Regions from separate parts of the Drosophila melanogaster genome. Here all the other regions are linked to region 1. Evidence: chromatin contacts called from public Hi-C and targeted proximity ligation data. All regions are on one chromosome and are shown on one strand. The core of a region is the stretch at or near the end of the contact, and the rest is flanking DNA. Distances in the headings are between cores, read along the strand shown. Region 1 holds the start of Spf30 (Splicing factor 30). Region 2 holds the start of lncRNA:CR46475 (long non-coding RNA:CR46475). Region 3 holds the start of ND-MLRQ (NADH dehydrogenase (ubiquinone) MLRQ subunit). Region 4 holds the start of CG40045.

Region 1 (2,545 bases), core at 23-2,522:
AGCAAAATTCCCTCTGCTGAATGTCACCTCCCAACAAAGCGTGCTCAGTCTACCATACCTTCATAGCCTAAATGAACGTAACTTAATCGCCTGAATGAACATAACTTAAAGACAATACGAAGGTTCAGAGAAGAGGTCAACGCAGAACGCCCCCAGCGAGTGGCACTAATCGTGGCAGCATCATGTTGCCTTCTGTTGTGTGTTGCCATTGTGGGTTGGCGTGCCCAGAAGGCCAGGAAATCCACGAGACGATTTTACGTGGCGTTCGCTGAGTTAAGGGCGGCCGAGGACGGCCTCCATCTTGATGCTTTTAATTTGAATTCTTGTATTCGTTTATTCAGTTATTTTCTAACCTTGTAAGCACTTGCTCTGCTCAATAAAGAGACATTTAAAAGTTACGCCGTCGAATGTTTATTGTGAACGTTCATTTATATAGTGACGTATTTGCGCCACCCAAACCGGCCAATTTCATTAATTCCCTGAACAATAAAGCTGTTAATTGGTTCCCGTACTGTATGCCATCTGCTCAGTATGCGTTTTGATAAACAAATTCATTGGCAACGGAACTTTGCCATTCATGTAAACAAATCCGAAAGCCTAACATTAGAAGTTAGTTCGATTTGTAAAACGGGTACTTTTGTCAAATCTTATCAGATCTTATTTACTAAAGGAAAAAATTGTTTACTCAGTGGTATATTGATGTTTATTGCAAATCACCATAAGATTATTCTGTCACTTAGTTATTTTATACAAAATTTATTGATTTGACAAACAAAAATTTGCCGACATCGGAATTAAAACTGTGAAAAAGGTGGCCTCTCTAATGTCAGGAAAACAGCTGTCCGATAGCAAAACAAAAACCAGAGCACCTTAAAACGCAATTAAACGATTTTGCCCGAATCAAAATCGAAAAAAAATACGATTATGTCTAATAGAACAGTCTATATAGTAAGGTCCATAGAATCGCACATTACACATTCATTATCTTTGAAATCGAAAAATTTAAAAAGTAGCCATGCTTAGGGAAATGGCATCTGTGGGAACAGTGCACATACATTATACACATACACTGTTCGTAAAATACCTATATTTTTATATTTTGCCATCTAAGCAAATTACAACATGCTTCTGATTTTAACGTGTTATTTTAAATGACGATTTCAATCGCTTCAAAACCGGGTCTCTTATAGGTCTGATACGTTGTTGATGCTAATCTGTGAGAAACTCATATAAATTCCATTACTTACGTAAATATTATTCCAAAACAACGTAATATAGTAGTAGACTTGGTTCCGCTGCCTTAGCCTATTCAATAAATAATATAATAATTTCTTAAATTATCCAATGTAAATAGTGGAATCTGACAGTACTTAAATGGCGGACGACTTGCATAATTATAAGCTACAATTGCAACAAGTGTGTATAATTAATTAAATAAAGTATATATTTTGGTGTGGTCTTGGTCAAGATTGTATATGTTTCGCTTATATTCTTTAAGTAAAGACATTTTGTTCAGTCCTTTAAAATAATAGTAGTCAGTAGTCGATGAAGCGCAACTGGAGGATGGCGAGTACTATATGTACATATGTACATATAAACGAAGAAATACAAACCAATTTCCTGTGGATGTCCGGTCCCAATCATTTATATACAAACATCGTTGCCATGTTAGGAGTTTGAAAAAGAATCCAGCTTCGTACTGGAAAACAACTCGCAACTTCGGTGTGAAGAACGGTGACGACTATATACAGAGATATTCTATACAGCTTTCATAACATAGCTTGGATAAATACTATCACTTAAAAATGTTGTGTAAACTATTCCTTGATTTCGTTTGGCTCGTTTATGGCCATGGCCTAGTAATGTTATTATTGTATTCCCCTACTGAATCAAACCAAACATTGGAAATTTATTTGTGCTTTTAAAAAACGTGTATATAAGCCAACCCCTTAAAACAAGCGCTTATGGTAAGCCTGTACATAAAGATTCAGCTTCTGGTTAGAAAGTTTACTTCCTAATGCGTGGCATTTCAAAGATCAGTTTATTGTGAAATGTTCATATATAAATAAACTTTTTTGAATTATTCAATCTACAATGTAATATATTGAAATTGTTGCACATGAATTAAGCAATTATAAATTTAATTTTTAGGTGGAGGCAGCTCTTCAAACTGATCCAGAAAATGAAGAGCTATTAAAACTCAGAAGTGATCTTGACGAAGTTATTACCCTTACTCGTGATTTGATACAAACTCAACTGGAAGAACAAAATAAATCTTCATATGTGGAGCCATCATCAACCAAAAGAGATTCGTCCAACTACTTCGACGAAATAGAAGCAGCTCTATTAGAAGCAGAAAAATTAGTTTCAGCTGCTAAGATTTGGAAAAAAGGAGACAAGTGTCAAGCTAAATGGAAGGAGGATCGTCAGTACTACGATGCAACTATTGAAGATATATCAAGTACAGGAGAAGTTAATGTAATATTCGATGCCTATCAAAATCGATCTACGACCCACGTCAATGAGTTGCGTGAACGTACTATTC
Region 2 (2,545 bases), core at 21-2,520, 440 kb before region 1:
AGATAGAGCAAACAATTCTAGAGACATAGACGCAGACGCAACTGCCACGCCCACACTTTTCAAAAATGTTTTGAAATTTGTTCATTTTTGTGGTACATAAGAAATTTTGAATTTCTCGTATTTCTTTTGAATTTCTTTTCAACCATTTTGTGGTTTACACACTTGCTTATTGTTGGAGATGGCTGAGTTTTAATTCCTCAAAATAAAAAAACTAGAAAATTATTTTATTTGGCAAAAATCAATATGTCTATTAATTAATTAAATTTACTTACAGTTCGTATTTTGTATAATGTTATCAAAATATCTTTTACTTTAGCATTACGGCGAATGGACCATTTGGAGGAAGTTGTCAGGTTCATGGCCCAGTGCCGCCACTCACCCATTGTAGTTCAGACGAAATAGCCGCCGTCCCCGATATGGATATCGGACCCTTAGGGATGAAAAGTCCCATTTTAAATAATCCAGCATTTTCCCACTCTAAATGCCTTCCTAAAATTCACAAAAGCTGTTTTTGTGTGCGCTTTATTGCAGAGCATACAAAAATGCAAGAGGACTCAACTAAAGTAAGTTAAACGGTATTATTTGATAAAATGCTTATCAGAAATAAGTAAGTTTTAACTTGTATTTTCCTAGATATGTAAATCCTTACAGAGAGCATACATAAAATAGGCCATTATGGCCATATAAAGTATATACATCAATAGCCTAGTGGTTAAAACCACGTCCATGTGTACTCCATCGGTTTCTTCTCTGAAACCCTATTTTCGATGTTCTAGCTAGGTATACTTACGTTTTTTGACAATATTTAACTTCTTATTTACCTTGATCAGAAGTGGTCCACGATTTCATAAAGCTGTTATAGGAATTTTCAACGAAAAACTAGCACATTAATTTAAAAGAAATTAGATATTGGTGCTGAGGCAGAAAACACTTTTGCTTTTATTTCGATTCGAAAGCGTTAAATTGGGCGTGACCGACAAGTTTTTGGATTATTGATAGAATTGTAGGTGATATAGTGGTAGTGGAAATCTTCTAAAACAAACTCTTTTAGTTCCGGAGACAGACGGAAATACATCAGCACGAACATGGCCGCATGGACTCGGATGTTCATACTGATTATTTATAAGATTATACATAGATATATGTATATATTTTATTGCTTTGCTAATTTCTTCTGCTACCCAACGTTATTATAATAAATAAGGGAGAATGCTATAGTGGAGTTCCCCGACTCTTAAATACCCGATATCCAGATTGTGGACATGCGAACGCGAAATTTCATCATTTTTCTGGGATATCGATAGATATCGGGGAATAATAAGAGACATTTTAAAATTTCATTAAAGTGTGAGCGTGACCGTTTCAGGCGTTTTGTTGGTGTAAGGCCACGACCACACTTTAGAAAAATATTTTCATATTTCTACACCCGTTAGCCGTAGTGTTTTTGGAAAACCAGCATAGTTGTTTTAATAATTACTTTTCTAATTATTTTTTTTTAACCATAATTATTAAAACTTTGCGAGTGTAGACTGCTCTCTTGCGGTACTTTAAACAGCTCGTTGGCAAGTTTTAGTATCCCTTTCGTGCGTTGTTCACAGTGCTGTTTGGTGTTGTTTTTGTTTGCACATAAACTGCACTATGCACACACTCTCTTGCAGACTGCTCTTTTGCGGTACTTTTAACAGCTCGTTGGCAAGTTTTGATTTTGTGTTGTGAGGAGTCTTAAAACTCTCCACAAATCCGAGTGCAGGGTGCAACAGCGAAGACGGCTGGAATGCAAGAAAAGTCAAGGACGGTCAGGTCGAACGGTAATTAATGGACCTTGGACACCGGCAAAACGGATAGACCGTGAACAAACGGTACCGCGCTGGACCTTGTATTTGAGCCGTTCAAGGGCACGTAGGTCGAACGGTAGCGGTGCGGACTTTGGACACGCACAAAGAGGACGCACCGTGAACTAACGGGAAATTAGTTGGACGTTGTATCCGAGCTGGCCGTGCGCAATAGGGGAAACAACGGATTCCCCGCGGCCTATAAAGGGACGGCGCAAGTGCAGCATGTGAAGACAAAGACGTTCAGTGGGTTAGAATGCACGGAGAAGGCCACGAGGAGAGCAAGGAGGGACGAGCAATACAAGGACCCGGCTTGGTTGAAAGGGTCAGTGGCAAAGTTGGTCCCAAACCGAGCGTTGCCTTAACCCGTGGTCGATACACCCTGCCCCATAACAACCTATACCCATTCGAGCCGGCACTTGGTCCGTTTTCAAGGACACACAGGAAAGAAAAAGAAGGCTAGGAGGCGCAGGAGCAACAGCGTTCAGCGGACGGCGATCATCGGAGGAATTTGCTGTAAAATACTCCAATAAAGCTACTTTAATCTGAAACTTTGTCTTCTCCTTGGTTAGCTAGCCGCTGCAACTCGTAGCGAGCAGGACCAAGAAAAACAGTTCGTTGCAGTGTACAGTGGTTCGAATTCAAAAAAAAAGAGAATGTTTTAGTCGAGTTCCTCGACTATCAGCTAGTATGAATGGGAACGCAAAATTTCA
Region 3 (2,545 bases), core at 17-2,516, 380 kb before region 1:
GACGACGCCTTTTTCGATAATATGTAGTCCACTGATTATTAATAGTACCAGGATTGTAACTTTGCAGTGCTGTAAAGAATGCGGGCTTTAAATATATCATAGTCCCACTGAGCCACATGACCTACGTAACGTAACCAATATATAATGAATAAGTTAAATAGTTTTGTAGTTTTGAGTCCTGTGAGTCATTCTTTAGTAATGACTTTAAGAAAATAATTAAAATTGATTTTTGATGATTGAACTCTCGTGAAAAATATGTGATATTCAAGTATTGAAGACGATTGAGAAAAGTTTAATAATATTTTTAATTTTTACCAACAAAAATATTTCATTTAATGAATTAACATATTCCACACATATCAGGATTGTTGTTTTCTATGTTTATTATTATACCGGTTACTTGTAGAGTAATAGGGTATACCAGAATCGTTTAAAAGTTCCTAATAGGCTGATGGAAGCATTGGAACAATTGATCGGGATCAGTAGTCGACACGATCTGGTCGTGTCCGTCTGTCCGTCCGTATGAACGTCGAGATCTCAGGAACAATATAAGCTATAAAGCTTAGATTAACCATATGATATTAACCTAACGCCTAACGCTGCCACGCCCACACTTTTGAAAATTGTGTTGATATATATTTTCATATATTTATTAGTTTTGTAAATTTCTATTGATTTGTCATAAAACTTTTTGCCACGCCCACTCTAACGATACAAACCGACCAAAAAACGACCACGCCCACATTTTTGAACAATTTTAAATATTTTCTCATTGCATTCACCAATTTCTATCCGTGTCCCAGAAAAATTATGATATTTCGCGATCATATTGCCTCTAGCTGAGTAACGGATATTTAATAGTCGGGAAAGTCTACATAGCATTTTTTCTTGTTATTATTGAAAAAAAATCCTTTCGACATATAAACAAAATGTAACAAAAATGCATGACTACTTCAGAAGATTATATCGTTCCCGGCGGCTTGAAATTATTATGACAGCCTAACATAAAACCTGTGCGACAAGCATGCATAAAAATTACGTATATAAAATAATATATTCCTTAGATGTAAAAAAAAATATTTATGTGCATGATTTTTGAGTTCCCATTCTATACCAGCATCGCTTAATACTGGCATGTCACATATAAAATAATATGACATCTGCCTGTTATGAATACATATATTTTTATGTTTGAGTCAACATCGAGTTGCCGATGTTTGGAAAACATCGATGACATCGCTGTTGGCATCGAAATATGTCCATATCTAATATATAGTTCCATTCTGTTTTATTGGATTGAGTAAAGTTAGGTAATTTTTTATAAATGTGTTTCTTTCTTACATATTAAATACATTTTAATTATAACGTAGACAAAATGCAAGGTCTTGGTCTGCAAAGTCTTAAAAAAAATCCAGCTGTAAGTTTTATGATTATATTAAGTTATCTGTTGATTGCATAACAAAAATTTGTTCAGTTAATTCCACTTTATGTGTGCGTTGGAGCGGGAGCTATTGGAGCCGTCTACTATATGGCTCGACTTGCTACTCGTAATCCCGATGTCACTTGGAATCGCACATCAAATCCCGAACCATGGCAAGAGTACAAAGAAAAGCAATACAAGGTTAGATTTGCTCCTTAATATTCATATTCTATTTTCATATTTTAATGGGCCAAGAAAAGCCCTCGACCGTGGTTTTGTTAATAACCAAATTTGCTTATAGATATATGTATTTTTGCAATTTTTTACTTTTTTGGCGATTTAACCGACATGCCATAACCATTACACATATATATTTCACGAATATATACTATGTTGTAGTTGTAGTTATACCCGTTACTCGTAGAGTAAGATGTTATACTAGATTCATTGAAAAGTATGTAATAGGTAGAAGGCAGAGTTTTCACCATATGAAGCCTATATATTCTCGATCAGGATCAATATCCGAGTCGATCTGACGCTGTCCGTCCGTCTGTATGAATGTCGAGATCTCAGGAACTATACAATCTAGAAGGTTGAGATTAAGCATACAGATTCTAGAGAAATACCCGCAGCGCAAGTTTGTTGGCCTATGTTGCCACGCCCACAAATCTTCAAAAACTGCCACATTTTTTCACATTTTTATTAGTTTTTTAAATTTTGATTGATTTCCCAAAAATTTTATTCACCAATATCTATCGATATCCCAGACAAATCATGAAATTTCGCTATGGCATTTTAACTAGCTGAATAACGGGTATCTGATAGTCGAGGAAGTCGACTATTTTGTACAGTGATACTTTTTTTCACTTTTATTATTTGTCTCGCAAAACAATTCCCAATAACCGTAAACACCGCCTGTTAACAATCTCTAAACGGAGATATTTGCGTATATCAACTAGCTAATAACAAATTATTAAAACACCATACTCACCATTCTTTATGGCAGAAAAAATGTATATATATATATATATATGGGTAATTTAGGTAAATAGGTAAAATAAGTGAAATTAAGAAATGATGGGGTGTCATTAGTGCGTATTAAGGAATAATTCAACCCTTAAATAA
Region 4 (2,545 bases), core at 24-2,523, 310 kb after region 1:
TTGGAAAAATAATACAACTGTTCAAAAAATACTTGTTATAGTTAAGATTTTTAAACTTATTGTTAGTTCTTATACAAGAAGATTCAATAAATAAAAGCAAAGTAAAAAAAAAAAAAAAAAAAAAAAAAAAAGTTAAAATAATGATGAAATTAGTTTTAATGCTGTAAGATCGCCTACATAAATAATAACTGCTAACATTCCCCTGTTGAAGTTTGTCGTTAATAACATATTTACACATTATTCATAATTAAAGTAAATATAGATATAAATCGGCAATATATTCGAGCGGAGAATTTAACAATAGAGTATAAAAAATCTTCGTTAAAATAATTATAGTTACGGCATATATTTTTTAATAATATTTCATCCTGTCATATTGCAACGACATTGGCCAAAACTCGAAATCTGTAAATTTGTTTCTTAGATCAAAATTGATATCGGCCCGCAAACCGATAGAAGAGTGCGTAGAAAAATAAGTGGGACTTAAAATATTGACGAGAACCACAGTGGAACCCAGCCAATCTATTTAAAAACTCATATGGAAAACAATTGGTTCTTACACTGAATATGCGTTTCGCGATTTTTAAAGCATTTTATACGTTTGTTAGGGATAGGGTTAAAAAATATTCTTGCATTTCAATGTTTTTTGGTCGGTATCGTATATGTGGGCAACTGCTGTAACTGTAATCGGCTCACAAAAGCTCTGCAATAATTTATTTATGTTGTTATTAATCATAGCTTCAATACCATAAATAAGAAAATTATAAGCAAATTAATAATATGTTGTTCATTCAATAAACTTGTTTATTTCCAATCCAATTACAGTGGTTTGTTATCAAGAGCAAGCATGTTGTCTATTCTATTCTATTTTGAACTTGTGTTGGTATTTATAAATTTTAATCCTCATAAATTTTGATAACATATATTTTTAAATAAACAAAAGAATACAGAAAGGTTAAGGTAAGGATGATATCTACAGAACTTTTTACAAATTTAACCGCAAAGTCTATTGGCATACATTAAACCGGGCTTAGTACCAGCCATACGGCAAACTCTGCTGGCAATATGTGATGATATTAACCGTTTTTCTTCATTTTGGGATTGCCCCTTATATTTTTTTTGTAAGTATAGGATTTGTATATATATATCCCCGGTACCTGTTAGCCAACCAGAAGCAGTCAAACGTAGTGTAAATGTAATATAAGTGTAGTTGGAAACAAGTGTTATTGTGTCACATTCGTCTTCACAGGAGCTAGATCTGTGTTAAACTTGTATAACTAGTTCTTTTTTATGTTTGGCCTTTATAGAAAATTCGGTGGTCGATGTCGATCATTATATTTACTTTCAATACTAACTTATTTTTAAGCATACAATTTTTATTTGTGTTAATTACTTGTGCGTTAAACTGAACCAATTCATTTATCATACAACTTAGAATGTCTGAACTTCAGTCATCTTTACTGTTAAAAAAACAATTGGCAGGTAAGTTTAACAACTTCAAACGTATATAAATGAGCAAGAATGTATATATAAATGTTTTTACATATGTATATGAAATTATTTTTCCAGTCTTGCACATGTGGTTTTAAAATTGGTGCAAAAACCATAAGCTGGCAATGCTCAACCAAATACATATATTATGTGTAATATGAGTGCACATATGTAATTTGTAGCTTAAATATTACCTATATCTTAAGGTAATTTTAATAAATTCTTGTTCTTTTTTGTAAAGTTAATAGTATACTCTTACATAGGATAATAAATGTGTATATGCGCCAATACATATATGTGTAAATATTTGTGTCTACCCTTCTTTTTAAAAATCTCGTGGTATATATTATTATGTACTCAAATTAATGATAAAATTTGAGCAGGAGTTTGCTTAATATGCCGAAAAGATAAATTTATATATGTGTATGAAGGTACACATAATATATATTACTTTCTAACTCTAATAAATGCTTACATCTACACATATGTGTGTATGTATATACAAATTTTGGTAGTGTTCCCTTCACTGCCTTAAATTAAAATTTTTGGAAAGAAATTGTTTTCTAATGATTTAGACATTCAACAACACTTAAAGACTTGGCCGAATGATAGATATATTATTATCATATTTTTGTTAACACTCTACAAAGTTATGGTTAATTGATGTTCAAGGTAACCTAATAAAGCATTTATGTTATTTGTAGGGTTAAACAATGTTCATTACAACCTTTACAATGCTTAGCCCATTTCTTATTTTCAGCCATTAATCGCGAATAGCATTTTGCTACAGGGGCAACAGTATTTTAAAACAAATGAAACCATATACTTTGTTATTTAATCGAACATGTCAACAATGGAATGAGCTTTTTAAATTCGTTTGACTCATACTACTAACTAAAAAATGTATTTATGTATGTATATGTGATTTTTTATATACATATGTATGTATATGTTTATACATATGTTTTTATTCTATAATAAAAATTATTAATTTGTTAATTTGTTTGTGATCGCTAGAGGGAGTCACTAGCATCTACATGCTTTATTTTATCTT

What was found. Hi-C and Micro-C count contacts between places; a contact is called where the count stands out from the background.
Region 2: a Hi-C map of the Kc167 cell line shows a contact between it and region 1, with 2.3 times the contacts expected there. A contact is called at or near these places in 2 of 107 Hi-C or Micro-C datasets (both in the Kc167 cell line) and 1 of 7 datasets of targeted methods (the Kc167 cell line).
Region 3: a contact with region 1 is called in a targeted proximity ligation map of the Kc167 cell line, with 5 times the contacts expected there. A contact is called at or near these places in 4 of 107 Hi-C or Micro-C datasets (the Clone 8 cell line, the OSC cell line, the S2 cell line and 1 more) and 1 of 7 datasets of targeted methods (the Kc167 cell line).
Region 4: a targeted proximity ligation map of the S2 cell line shows a contact between it and region 1, with 8 times the contacts expected there. A contact is called at or near these places in 2 of 7 datasets of targeted methods (the Kc167 cell line and the S2 cell line).

What each region holds. Positions count from the first base shown.
Region 1 is chr3L:23,713,751-23,716,295 of dm6, forward strand. It overlaps Spf30 (Splicing factor 30), which reads left to right and starts at 1,273. Exons shown (of 3, transcript NM_001144529.2): 1 at 1,273-1,416; 2 at 2,152-2,545. The coding sequence starts at 1,375.
Region 2 is chr3L:23,277,900-23,280,444 of dm6, forward strand. lncRNA:CR46475 (long non-coding RNA:CR46475) reads right to left here and starts at 1,271. Exons shown (of 2, transcript NR_167859.1): 1 at 822-1,271. nAChRalpha4 (nicotinic Acetylcholine Receptor alpha4) reads left to right here. Exons shown (of 12, transcript NM_001316465.1): 11 at 317-563.
Region 3 is chr3L:23,338,060-23,340,604 of dm6, forward strand. ND-MLRQ (NADH dehydrogenase (ubiquinone) MLRQ subunit) reads left to right here and starts at 1,267. Exons shown (of 4, transcript NM_001275306.2): 1 at 1,267-1,417; 2 at 1,475-1,621. The coding sequence starts at 1,376. It overlaps alpha-Cat (alpha Catenin), which reads right to left and starts at 41. Exons shown (of 12, transcript NM_079495.3): 1 at 1-41. mir-4942 (mir-4942 stem loop) reads left to right here and starts at 1,169; the gene lies at 1,169-1,278.
Region 4 is chr3L:24,027,242-24,029,786 of dm6, forward strand. CG40045 reads left to right here and starts at 1,274. Exons shown (of 3, transcript NM_001275311.1): 1 at 1,274-1,482. The coding sequence starts at 1,437.